2 separate regions of the Muntiacus reevesi genome follow, and region 1 is linked to region 2. Evidence: chromatin contacts called from public Hi-C data. All regions are on one chromosome and are shown on one strand. Each heading gives the region's core, a stretch centred on a gene start, on an enhancer-like site or on the middle of the called end of the contact. The rest is flanking DNA. Distances are from core to core; before and after follow the strand shown. Region 1 holds the start of ACTR5 (actin related protein 5). Region 2 holds the start of RALGAPB (Ral GTPase activating protein non-catalytic subunit beta).

The links. Hi-C and Micro-C count contacts between places; a contact is called where the count stands out from the background.
Region 1: a contact with region 2 is called in a Hi-C map of muscle, with 5 times the contacts expected there. The contact joins the promoter of ACTR5 here to the promoter of RALGAPB in region 2. A contact is called at or near these places in 2 of 3 Hi-C or Micro-C datasets (blood and muscle).

What each region holds. Positions count from the first base shown.
Region 1 is chr2:65,788,589-65,795,036 of mMunRee1.1, forward strand. ACTR5 (actin related protein 5) reads left to right here and starts at 3,527. Exons shown (of 10, transcript XM_065921998.1): 1 at 3,527-3,954; 2 at 6,141-6,370. The coding sequence starts at 3,556.
Region 2 is chr2:65,604,913-65,610,704 of mMunRee1.1, forward strand. It overlaps RALGAPB (Ral GTPase activating protein non-catalytic subunit beta), which reads left to right and starts at 4,264. Exons shown (of 30, transcript XM_065921992.1): 1 at 4,264-4,496.

The DNA of each region.
Region 1 (6,448 bases), core at 2,277-4,776, 180 kb after region 2:
GCTCCCCGGAGCCCGGGTCACCAACCCCCCCCCCCCGCAAATCATCCCCCGCTCCGACCCCCTCCTGGACCCGGAAAGGCCGGGAGAGCCAAGTTCCTAGGCGCCCCAGGGGAAACCCTGCCCCGTCATGGGCAATACACCCACCCCCAAGGCTTGCATTTAGGCCGACGGGAGAAATAAAAGATGAGACCCATCTCTGCCTCCCCCAACCCCCAACAGCAAAGTGCATAGGTGGAAGCTGAAGAGAGCTAAGTTCTTTGCAGGGGTCCGCTGTGAGCTCGCAATCCGAATTCGAATGAGGCATAAAGGGCCGGCAAGGTTCATTCGGGAGTCGAACTGAGGAGCGAGGGAATCCACCCCAGGACCCGTCCCCTCCGTCCCCTACCCCCATCAGTTCCTGTCTGTTCTTACGACGAACCGTGACTCCGGGCGCTTCGGACAGCCATCCGACTGGGTGGCTTGGGAACCACCAAGATGCTTCTGCTCGCGAGGAAGCCGCCACCGAGTCCCGAGCCCGCTCTGCCGCGCCCCCTAGCGCTGAGAGTGCAAAGCTGCCGGCGCTCACAAGGTTCTCCACCTTCAGCATTCTCAATGCTTCTTGCCTCCCTGCCACTCCGGATCCTCTCACCTCCCTTCCCAGTGGATAACGACTGCTTTTCTCTAGTGTTTTACTTTCAGGTCCTCCATATTTCAAAAGTGGGCTTTTGGTGGTCCCCTGCCTCCCAAACATAGAAGGATGCTAATCAGGGACGTGTTTTATTAAATGACAAGCCCTACCCCAGGAACTCATATGTTTCCCACTCTAGGGGCTTCAGAGGAAAGAAGGGAGCCAATAGGGCTTCATGGACACCTGTCAGGAAGTGAAGAGGGGAACAGCTCAACTTTAGGAGGGAGGTTGGCTGGATTGGTTCCAGGCTGCAGTTTGTGTTAGATCTGCTCCATGTGCCTCTCCCATCCTCTTTAGACTCAGGGCATGTTCTTCTCATGACTAATGGTAAGAGGGCACACGTAAAGCCTCTGCTCAGATCACATTTGGCTAATAGTCCACAGGCTAAAAGAGAATCCCACGGCCAAGTTCAATATCAATGTCTACAGTGAGAGAGGACCAACAGAGTCACATGGCAAATGGTATGGATGTATAATCCTATTATAGAGGCATGAAGAACTGGGAGCAATATTTCAATCTACCTTGCTTATACATAGTGCTCTCCACCACCCCCCCCCCCCCGGAATGGTAATACTTTCACAAGATTAAAAAAAAATCAAAAGTATGTGAAAAAGTATGTGGTGAAAAAAGTCTCCCACACCTGACCCATTCACCTTGTCTTTTTCTTTACAGGCAAACTCTTAGTTTCTTGTCTATCTATTAATACATGAAAATACAAGCAAAACACTATATATTTTCAATGCCCCCCCCCACCTTTCTTAAAGGGAGTTCCTATAAATTGTACTGTCTTATTTCTTTTAAAAATGTATCTTGGAGATTTTCCCATATTAGTATACACAGGTGTAGTACTTGAATTTACATTCACTTATATCTTCTGTATTCTGCTCTGTCCCGCTTTTCTCCATTTAATAATGGATTCCTTCAGATGTGAAATCATGACTTATGTTGAAACACAACACCTTTCATCTGATTTGCTGCTAGACTGGCTCCCTGTTTGGCTTAGAAGTGTTCCTAGAGGTTCCTGAGAATGTTTGGGGGTCTCATCTCTCCATAAGGATGTTTATTACAGAACCACCTTTTGGACTGCAAGGAGATCCAACCAGTCAATCCTAAAGAAAATCAGTCCTGAATATTCATTGGAAGGACTGATGCTGAAGCTGAAACTCCAATGCTTTGGTCACCTCATGCAAAGAATCGATTCATTGGAAAAGACCCTGATGCTGGGAAAAACTGAAGGTGGGAGGAGAAGGGGACGACAGAGGATGAGATGATTGGATGGCAAAACTGACATGATGGGCCTGAGTTTGAGTAGGCTCCGGCAGTTGGTGATGGACAGGGAAGCCTGGCATGCTGCAGCCCATGAGGTCGCAAAGAGTCGGACACGACTGAGTGACTGAACTGGGCCTTTTGTAATTAACTTGCTTTTATCTCTCAAAATTAAGTGCTCCAGAGCTGGGAGGGTACAGTCAAAGCAGGCGCTCTAATTCTTGTTATCTTGCCTGGTGGAAAGGGGGAAATGGGGCAGGGGAGAGTGAGCTCAGTTCTTTTACAGCTAAAACTGAGGAGGGGGCAGATGACATCACCTCCATTCCTCCCTGCCCCCCCGCCCCCCCCCCATTGGCCAAAACTGAGTCACAAGATCACAACAAGCTAGAGGACCATGTAGGGGAATCATACCACAAAAGAGAATTATACATATTAAGTAACATTTAGCAGTCTTTTTTGCAGTGTTTGAGGTTTGTGAGAAGGTATAAGTCCCATAGACTTGTGGAAGTTAATAAGTCTATTTTAAAACTTTATGTGCTAAGTCACTTCAGTGGTGTCAGACTCTTTGCGACCCAATGGACTGTAGCGCGCCAGGCTCCTCTGTCCATGGGATTTTTCAGGCAAAAATACTGGAGTGGGTTGCCATGTCCTCCTTCACCGGGATCTTCCCAAACCAGGGATCCAAACCCTCTTAAGTATCTTGCATTGGCAGGTGGGTTCTTTACCACTAGCGCCACCTGGGAAACTTTACATTGTATTATAAAATACGGTGCAAAAAAAAAAAAAAAAAAATATGGTGCAAAAAGAAAAAGAAAGAGTCGCTCATTTGCGTATGGCTCTTTGCGACCCCATGGACTGTGGCCCGCCAGGCTGCTCTGTCCGTGGGATTCTCCAGGCAAGAATACTGGAGTGGGTTGCCAGTTCCTTCCCCAGGGGATCTTCCCGACCCAGGGATCAAACCTCGGTCTCCTGCATTGCAGGCAGATTCTTTACCGTCTGAGCCACCACGTTTCCAACAGAAGTGCACAAATCATAAGTACACAAATCATAAGTGAACGGCCTGATGAATTTTCACAAAATAAACACGCCTGAATAGCGAACTCCTTGGTCAAGAAATCAAGCTGACTGCTAAATCCTGAGTTTGTTTCCTTGACTAAAGGCAAAGTTATCACGTGGGGAGGAGTCAACGGCGAGGGAAAGTGACACAAGGCAAATAGGGCGTGGCTAGGCGGAAACGCCGGGCCCCGCGGAGCTCAGCTCAGTTCGGGAGCTAAGGGACCGGTAGGGACCGATGGCTTTACGCATTCGGTGCGGGGTTTGCTGGCCCGAGTCCCGGCTAGCGCGAAGGGGAGTAGTCAGGTCGAATGTTGAGAGCGAGGTTAAACCACAGCCAGGGTGGGCGTGGCCTAGGGATCCCCGTAGGCGGCCTGGGCTACCCAGGGTGAGTTTGGTGAAAACGTCGGCCGAGATTAAAAGGCAAGAACACGCAAGGTTTGGAGGCACCGCGAATCTGTGCGAAGGCGGAGTCTCGCGCCGCACGGGCGGACGCTGCGTCGGGGGCGGAGTCTCGCACAGTAACGGATTGACGCCGCGGCGAGGGGCGGAGCCAGCAGCGCTTCAAGATGGCGGCGGCCACTGCAGCTAGCCTGGCCACAAACGTGTTTCCGTTCCGCGATGCCCGCGCAGCGCCAGATCCGGTGCTGGAGGCCGGCCCGGTGGCACACGGGTCACTGCCGGTGCCACTGGTGCTGGACAATGGGTCCTTCCAGGCCCGCGCAGGCTGGGCGTGCCCCGGGCCGGACCCGGGCCCCGAGCCCCGGCTGCAGTTCCGCGCTGTGTGCGCCCGCGGGCGGGGTGGGGCTCGGGGCGGGGCGGGCCCGCAGGTGGGGAACGCGCTGGGCAGCTTGGAGCCGCTGCGCTGGATGCTGCGATCGCCCTTCGACCGCAACGTGCCGGTGAACCTGGAGCTTCAGGAGTTGCTGCTTGACTACAGCTTCCAGCATCTGGGTGTCTCCTCACAGGTGACGGGCGAGGTGGGGTTAGGATTGAGGAGAGGGATGTGGTCGTGTCCCATGTCACTCCGCTCTCCGAGAGATGATAGTCGCTCCAGTTGTCATTTAGTCATTCATTTAGTCATTCAATCAAATATTAAACGCCTAACGTATGTAGTAAGTCTTGTGCTAGGCGGTTGGGGTATGCCAGTGAACAAAATAACGCCCCTTTCTCTTGGAGCATCTGTTTGGTTTGTTTGTTAGTGCATTTATTTATTAACAGATATGTGTTGAGCACCTACTCTCAATGGGGACTTTTCTACGTGTTTGAAATATGTCTGGGAACATAACACGAAATCCCCTGTGCCTATGGAGCTAGTATGGAGAGACGTTCTAGTATGAATAAGAGAGACAATAAACAGTAGGATTAAGCAGTAGATTCTACGGCATGATGGAGAGGAAAGGGTTACAGCTTTTCAGTAAGATGGGTAGGGAGAGGACTCAGGGTGACGTTGGTGTTTTGAGCAAGGACTAAAGTAAAGGATTGAGGGAGCAAGCCTTGTGAATATCTGAATGAATAGTAATCTTGAGAGACAGAACAGCCAGTGAAAAGGCCCTGAGGCAAGAGTTTGCCCTAATCCTGATTGAGGATAGTCAGAGTGAGGGGAGAGTAGTAAGCAAAAGATCTTACTTATAAGGTACTTTCCTGGTGGCTCAGACAGTAAAGCATCTGCCTGCAATGAGGGAGACCCGGGTTTGATCCTTAGGTCAGGAAGATTCCCTGGAGAAGGAAATGGCAACCCACCCCAGTACTCTTGCCTGGAAAATTCCATGGATGGAGGAGCCTGGTGGGCTACAGTCCATGGGGTTGCAAAAAGTTCTACACAAGTGAGCAACTTCACTTCAGTAAGTAGAAGTAGAAGTCAGAGAGGTCACACACTTTGTAGGCTTTTATTATGAGTGGAATGGTGAGCCATTGCAGGGTGTTGAACAAAAGAGGGATGTGACTTTTGTTTCAAAAGGATCACTATAGCTGCTATATGGAAAATGAACTGGCCTGAGTCATAGGGTAGAAATAGGGAAATCAGTAGGAGGCTGTTGCAGTTCCAAGGTGAGGGATGATGGTAACTTAGATGAGGAAGGAATGGCGAATGTGATAAGAAGCAGTTGGATTCTGGAGCTGTTTTAAAGATGATTGGCTCACAGTTCGGATGGGGCTTAACTTCAGTTGACTATGCAGCCATGAAATTAAAAGGTGCTTGCTTCTTGGAAGAAAAGCTGTGACCAACCTAGATAGCATGTGAAAAAGCAGAGACATTACTTTGCCGACAAAGGCCCATCTAGTCAAAGCTATGGTTTTTCCATTAGTCATGTTTGGATGTGAGAGTTGGACTATAAAGAAAGCGCGAGCAATGAAGAATTGATGCTTTTGAACTGTGGTGTTGGGGAAGACTCTTGAGAGTCCCTTGGACTGCAAGGAGATCAAACCAGTCAATCTTAAAGGAAATCAGTCCTGAATATTCATTGGAAGGACTGATACTGAAGCTGAAACTCCAATACTTTGGCCATCCGTTGCGAAGAACTGACTCATTGGAAAAGAACCTGATGCTGGGAAAAATTGAAGGCAGGAGGAGAAGGGGATGACAGATGATGAGATGATTGGATAGCATCACTGACTCGATGGACACGAGTTTGAGCAAGCTCTGGGAGTTGGTGATGGACAGGGAAGCCTGGTGTGCTACAGTTCATGGTGTTGCAAAGAGTTGGACACGACTGAATAACTGGACTGAACTGAACTGAACTGACTTAAGTTACTGTGAGCAAAAAAAAAAAAAGTTACTATGAGCATTGGTGGCTCAAATGGTAAAGAATCTGCCTGCAATGCAGGAGATCCAGGTTCAATCCCTAGGAAGATTCCCTGGAGAAGGAAATGGCAACCCACTCCAGTATTCGTGCCTGGAAAATCCCATGGACAGAGGAGCCTGTTGGGCTACAGTCCGTGGTGTCACAAAGAGTCGGACACGACTGACCCCGCTTTCATATTTTCCAAAGAAACTTCCAGGGAAGAGGGGTGTTTCTCAATTGCTTCTGATCAGGTGTTTTGATTGGAGACCAAAGCCAATTCAGCCCTTACAATAAGGATTTTTGTTTCTTTTTATGCTTTGAAAAGTGTATCCTCTTAGCACCTAACAATTTGCTCTTTTCTTTCAAAGTAGGGCTGTGTTGATCATCCCATAGTTTTGACAGAAGCTGTGTGCACCCCACTGTATTCACGACAGATGATGTCTGAACTTCTGTTTGAGTGCTACGGGATCCCTAAGGTTGCCTATGGCATAGACAGCCTCTTCAGCTTCTACCACAATAACCCAAAGAACATGATTTCAAGTGGGCTCATCATTTCATCTGGTTATCAGTGTACACATATTTTACCCATCTTAGAAGGGAGGTGAGTTGTACTTATGGCATTTGAGTACTGTTTTGAGAAGCATTCAGGAAACATTTATTGGGCGCTTACTGTCAAGGT
Region 2 (5,792 bases), core at 3,014-5,513:
ACTGGCATTGCAGAGCAACATCTCAGAAGTCCACAGAGGAGACAGGCATGGCCGCTTTTGCCAAAGGGAGTGAGGTGACTATGCTGGTGGCCAGCTGGGGAAGAGACTGCAGAATACACAGAGTCAAGGCCATCTACTGCCCTTCTCTCCACTGCTCTGGCTGCAGTAGGTCAGAGAGGCAGTGTGGTCTATACAGAGCGGTGCAAGCCAATGCCTGGGCCCATGCTTGCAGCTCAAGCATCTGCAGGGGACTGCTGGAAGCTCAGGATCTGAAACCCAGCCTGGTTTCAACGTGAGTGAGAATCATCAAAATCAGCATGTTAAAACCATTTTGGCAGCCCAATCTTTCACAAATTGTTGAAAAAATTACCGCACCAGATACCAAGAGTGAGGTCCTTACCAGGCTGTCCACTTGGAACCACAGCTGGCTATAAGGCTTGTGACATAAGTCCTGGAGTATCTCAGGGCATCTGGTCAACCCACACATACGTGAGGGAAGGGTGAGGGGTAAGTTAGAGGGTCGAAGAGTTCCTTAAAGAGAAGAAATGGAGAATGAGACCCATAGGGGATGGATGTGGTCTGGGACTGCTTAGTCCTGCTTGGATGGCACTTCTGGCACTGGTCAGTCCCAACCACTGGAGGGAGTCTTAGAAAATTTCAAGTTAGAAATTTCTGGCTAACAGACCCCTCAGGGGGACTGGTCTAACTGGGGCACCTGACCAAGATGGCATTGTTGGCCTAAGAAAAGCACTTAGAAAACTTTGAGGAATACCAGTCCAAACTGAAGTACTGCTTGAAGCACAGGGTCTGGGGCAGGGTACCCCTCGCTGTGCTAAGTCGCGTCAGTTGTGTCCAACTCTTTGCAACCCTATGGACTATAGACCTCCAGACTCCTCTGTCCATGGGGATTCTCCAGGCAAAAATACTGGAGTGGATTGCCATGCCCTCCTCCAGGGGATCTTCCCAACCCAGGGATCGAACCCGTGTCTCCTATGGCTCTTGCACTGCAGGCAGATTCTTTACCGCTGAGCCACCAGGGAAGCCTGGGGACCTTTTGCCCAGGTCTAATAATGGTTACTACCACTACCAATGGATATTCATTAAGACTTTAACAGTACAGCAAAAAAGTGGGTTCAGTGCTGAGCCAATGAATTTTCCACCCACTCACCTATCTATCCAATAAATGTTCACTGAGCACCAACGCTGTGCCAGTATTGTGTTAGGTTCAGGAGAAATACAAGTGGGTCTTCTCAACCATTATCTACACCAAGCAAGTTCAGCTCAACTAAAAAAAGAAGAAAAGGAAAAAAGAAGAAATTGGCCACAGACAACATACTTCTCATACATCTGTTCAGTTAACAACTTTTCTCAATTATGGCTCTTGAAAACTGTCCCAGTTACTATGATTCCATTCAATTTACCCTAAAACTTAGTGGTTTAAGACAATGACAATATTTATTTTGCTCAAGAATCTGCTGTTTGGGCTGAGGTTCTCTTGTCTTTGTTCTGCTTGATTTTAGGTGGGCTGGCTTGAAGCCTGGGGACTGGAATCATCTGAAGGCTTCCTCATTCACATGTCTGGCCATTGATGTTGTCAGTTGAAACATTCTCAAGTTGTCAGCTGAAACATCTCCATACGCTCTCTTCTTGTGGTCTGAGTTTCCTCCCAATATGGTAACTGGGTTCTCAGGGTGAGCATTGCAAAAGAGGGTAAGCCAGGTGGAAGGTGTATCCTCTTATCCTCTTTATGACCTAGCCCCAGAAGTCACAGAGTATTGCTTCTGCGCTATTGGCTAGAACAGTCAGAGCTGCCAACCAGACTCAAGGGGAGGGAGTATGGATCCCATCTCTCAGTGGGAAGATGTTGGTTACATTTTAAGAAGTACTGGGGGATAGACTATGTATATTGGTGTCATCAATTTAGGAAAAAAGTCTGCCAGAAAAGTTGATGTAACTGTTCCATTTCAGTTTCAGATAATTCCCCACTTTATTCTACTTTTATAGTTAGATTTACGATGGAGAACCAATCTGTTTTGGAGAATCCAAATTTTTTTTCTATATAGCATTTCACTTCTCTTCAGTCTATTGTGTATGCATACTTTTCCCCAAGTTTCAAAGTGTTCTGATATTTAATCTTCATTTTCCCTCAAGGTGCCTTGTGTGTGCTATAATTTTATTTTTATGTTGGTTTAACAGAAACCCTCAAAGTTTTTTTTTAAAAAACTGATTATGAAAAAGGTGCAGAAATATCACCTTTAAAGAATGACTCACATGCATCTTTCCTCCACCTCCCCTGCCCCCACCTAATATTAAATCTTATCTTCTTGGTCAGTGTATTAGTTCTTATACCTTACATTTTATGTAGAAGTCATATTAGTCCTTATACCTTACATTTTATGTAGAAGTCATATTCTTAATTTAAGATTATTTATTTATTGCTTATGATTTTTGTTTGCATTTTTTCATTGCTATATTGTTTAAAATATTTACGTGTCTTGAGTTGGAATTAAACATATTTTTTCTCATCAAAATTAATGGAAATATAATTTTTTTCATTTATCAGCTTTTCACTTAGAGGCAGAATTTGCAGGGATGAATTAAAGTCACCAGGTAGGAGACAAGATTATTTTCATTATCTCCCCAAAGGCTCTGACAGGTTCCCAGTCCTCTATGTCTGTCATTTTTCCAGTTTCTCTCATCTATCGCTCTTCTAATTTGTCACCTCTATTATTAGCCCCTTACCTGTCTATTACAGGAGTTCCATATTTATTATGTTAGGAATGAGTCTGGTTGAAAGTAACTGATAACTAAAAAAAAATTGTGATCTAAATAAGAATTTCCCCCAACCCCCCACCCATTCCCCTATAAAACAGGAAGGCAGTCCAAGGTTTGTGCAGCTGCTTGAGTATGTCCTAAACCAGGCTTCTTTTGTCCTTCTGTTTCACCTTCCCTAGCACAAGCTGCCTCATGGTGCCAAGATGACTGCTGTACCTCCAGGTGTTGTGCCTCAGTTCCAAGCATGAATTAGGGGAAGGGTGAAGCTTACAAACTTCTCCAAAGAGTTCCTTTTTATTCTGAAAAGGAAGTTCTCCCTTGAGACTTCTACCTATATCTTATTGGCCAGAACTTTGTCTTACTGCCACTCCCAACTGCAAAGGAAGTTGGGAAGTTTGTGCTTTGCTTTCCAGCCTCTGTAGTTTAGAAAAGCAAGTTTAAGTGGTTGGAATAAATATTGAGAGCCTCTCATAACATTTGCCACGCGGTGTTTAATTGAAATGTATAGCTATGATTCACAAAGTGACCTAGATATAGCTCTCCTCTAGCTACTTTCGTGTGTGTACAAAATCTTACACACTCTTTTTTCTTTCCATGAGGATTCCACTTCTTTGCTCCATGGTCTCTTCTGAGGGTAAGGAGGAGGAGTCAGCATCTTCTATGCTCCATTCTGCTCTTTGCAGATAGTGACTGCAGCGCTATTACCCTGATCCCCACCTCTCTGAATATCAAGGACAATCTCAAGGCCAGGTTCTTCCTCCTCTTCTCTTTCAGCCCAAGTTTCCTCTTCTACACCCTCAAGGCACTTGAGCTGTATCTCTCTAATGGCATTTATCATTTTCTTCATTGAAGCTGAAACCAAACGATTGGAAGTAGTACCGTTTACGAAACGTGTGGTGCATTGTAGGTGCTCAAATTGGTATCTCTTGCTATTATTACTACTAGTAATAATGTCTTATTGCCTTTATCAGACTCAGCTCCTTAATGACAGGCTCTGAAGTTGATGTCTGATTCATCTTGGTAACTCACATTTGGCCTGGAATTGTGCATTGCTCATAATGCTATAAGGGGCGGGGGGAGCGGTAAAGGCCACATTTCAAAAGAAGGGTGCTTTAACAGTGGGACGTGAGAAACTCCTGGAACCTGAGTAGGAGCTAGAAACTTGCAGAGAAGACCTTACTTCGTTCGCATCAAAAACAGGCAGAGTTCCGACTGATTCGTACAGACGCAGGTGGACCGCCTCCACGCCCGTATTGCGATGAGGTAGGAGTATCCGTCACTCCACTCCTGTTCTTCTTGATCCGGAAAAGGAGGAGGGACTATGTCCCGCGCGCGGCGATCTGGGATAGCTGCGCACGCGCAGCTTCCGGCTCCGTGTCTTGGGAATTATTTGACGCCGCCGTCTGGGCCCCGCACAAGTCTCTGATCAGGCGCGCTGCGCACGCGCAGTGGCCCAGTCGGCTCGGGGAGTTATTTGACGCTGCCGCCCCTGGCAGTCGGAAGTTGGCTGAGCAGATCCCAGCCGGCCGGCCCGACTGGCCTTCGTCGTCCCCGGGCGCCGTGGGAGAGTCGCTGACGAGTGGACAGAACGACCGCCTGAGGACAGCCGGCCAGGGCAGCGAAAGCGCCGGTCCTATGGCGCGGGTGGCGTGAGGCGGAAGGCCGAGTGCGGCCGGCGGCGGCGCCCACCCCAGCGATGCGGGCCCCGCCCGTCGCCTCAGGTAAGCGGGCGGGCCTCCAGGTCTCGGCCAGACCCTCCCCTCTTCTCCCCTCAGGCTGGTCCAGGGATGTCTAAGCCTTGTTTCTCGGCCCCGGAAGCTCTTAAGGGCCCGGCCTTCGGAAGCGCATCTCATTTTTTTGGGGGGGACCCACGGGGTCCGGGGGAGCTTGGCCCAGGAGTCGGTGGCCTCTGTCGGGTCTGCTCAAACCCGGGGTGGCTCTTGAGAGCTGCCCTGGCCGGGAGAGGCTCTTTGCTGGCAGCCTGGGGGAGGGGGCGGGTCTGGAGCGGAGCTAGACAACTCCGGCGAAGAATCTGGTCCAGCAGCAAGGTTGGTCGAGTGGCTGCCGCCCTGTGGGGACGATGCTGCCCATTGCATGGTGACTCTCGAGGAGGAAGAGTTAATAATGAAGATGAACAACTAGCCCTTCTTTAGCGCTTACTATACGCCGGGCGTTGTGCCAGGCCATTACGTTCACCCCATCCAAGTTAACAACGACCCGGTAAGGGAGGATGATTATCCCCATCTTCCTGATGAGGCAACTGAGGCCCGTAATGGTTAGGTGACGTCTATGCCCAAGGTCACAGAGCTGGTAAATTTGAGGCCAGATCTAAGTTCTTAACTATTAGGTCAGTGGCTCTCCAACTTCGCTGCACGTAAAAATGACCTGGAACAGCTTTTAAAGATTTCTGATGGCACAGGTAACAGAGCCAGGCCAATTAAATCAGCGTGTCTGGGAGGGGAGCTGTGGGGCGGGGGGTGGGGACGACGCCAGACAGCAGTATTTCTTAAAGATCCGCGCCCCCCCCCTCCATGAATTCAGTGTGCAGCAAAGTTTTGGGAACTGCTAGATAATTTTGCATCTCAAGAAACCGCTTCAGTGTTTCTCCAGTTTAACTGTAGGAGAATCTTCTGGGACTTTTTTTTTTAAACTCTGGTTCCACCCGCAGATAATCTTTTCATTAGGCTCATTGCACCTTGTGAAAGCCTACTGGGGGTGGGAAGTAAGTTTCTGTGCAGGATTTCCTAGTCAGCTGGACCTTTTAAAGTGTGTACATCTGCGAAACTGTTACCTTTCAATTTTCCTAGATACACAGTACTCACGGATATAGTGTCTCTGATCTCAGGGTCTTGTTTGCATATGTTGTTCTTTGCCTAGACTGTCCTTTTTGGTTTCTCCCTGCGCCACCCAAACACACACACTTCTGCTCTTTCTTACACACGTGCACGGAGCCTTTTCTTCCTATCTTTGGCTGCATAGCTCCCAGCGTTTTTAACCTTCAGGATGCCTCTATCTGT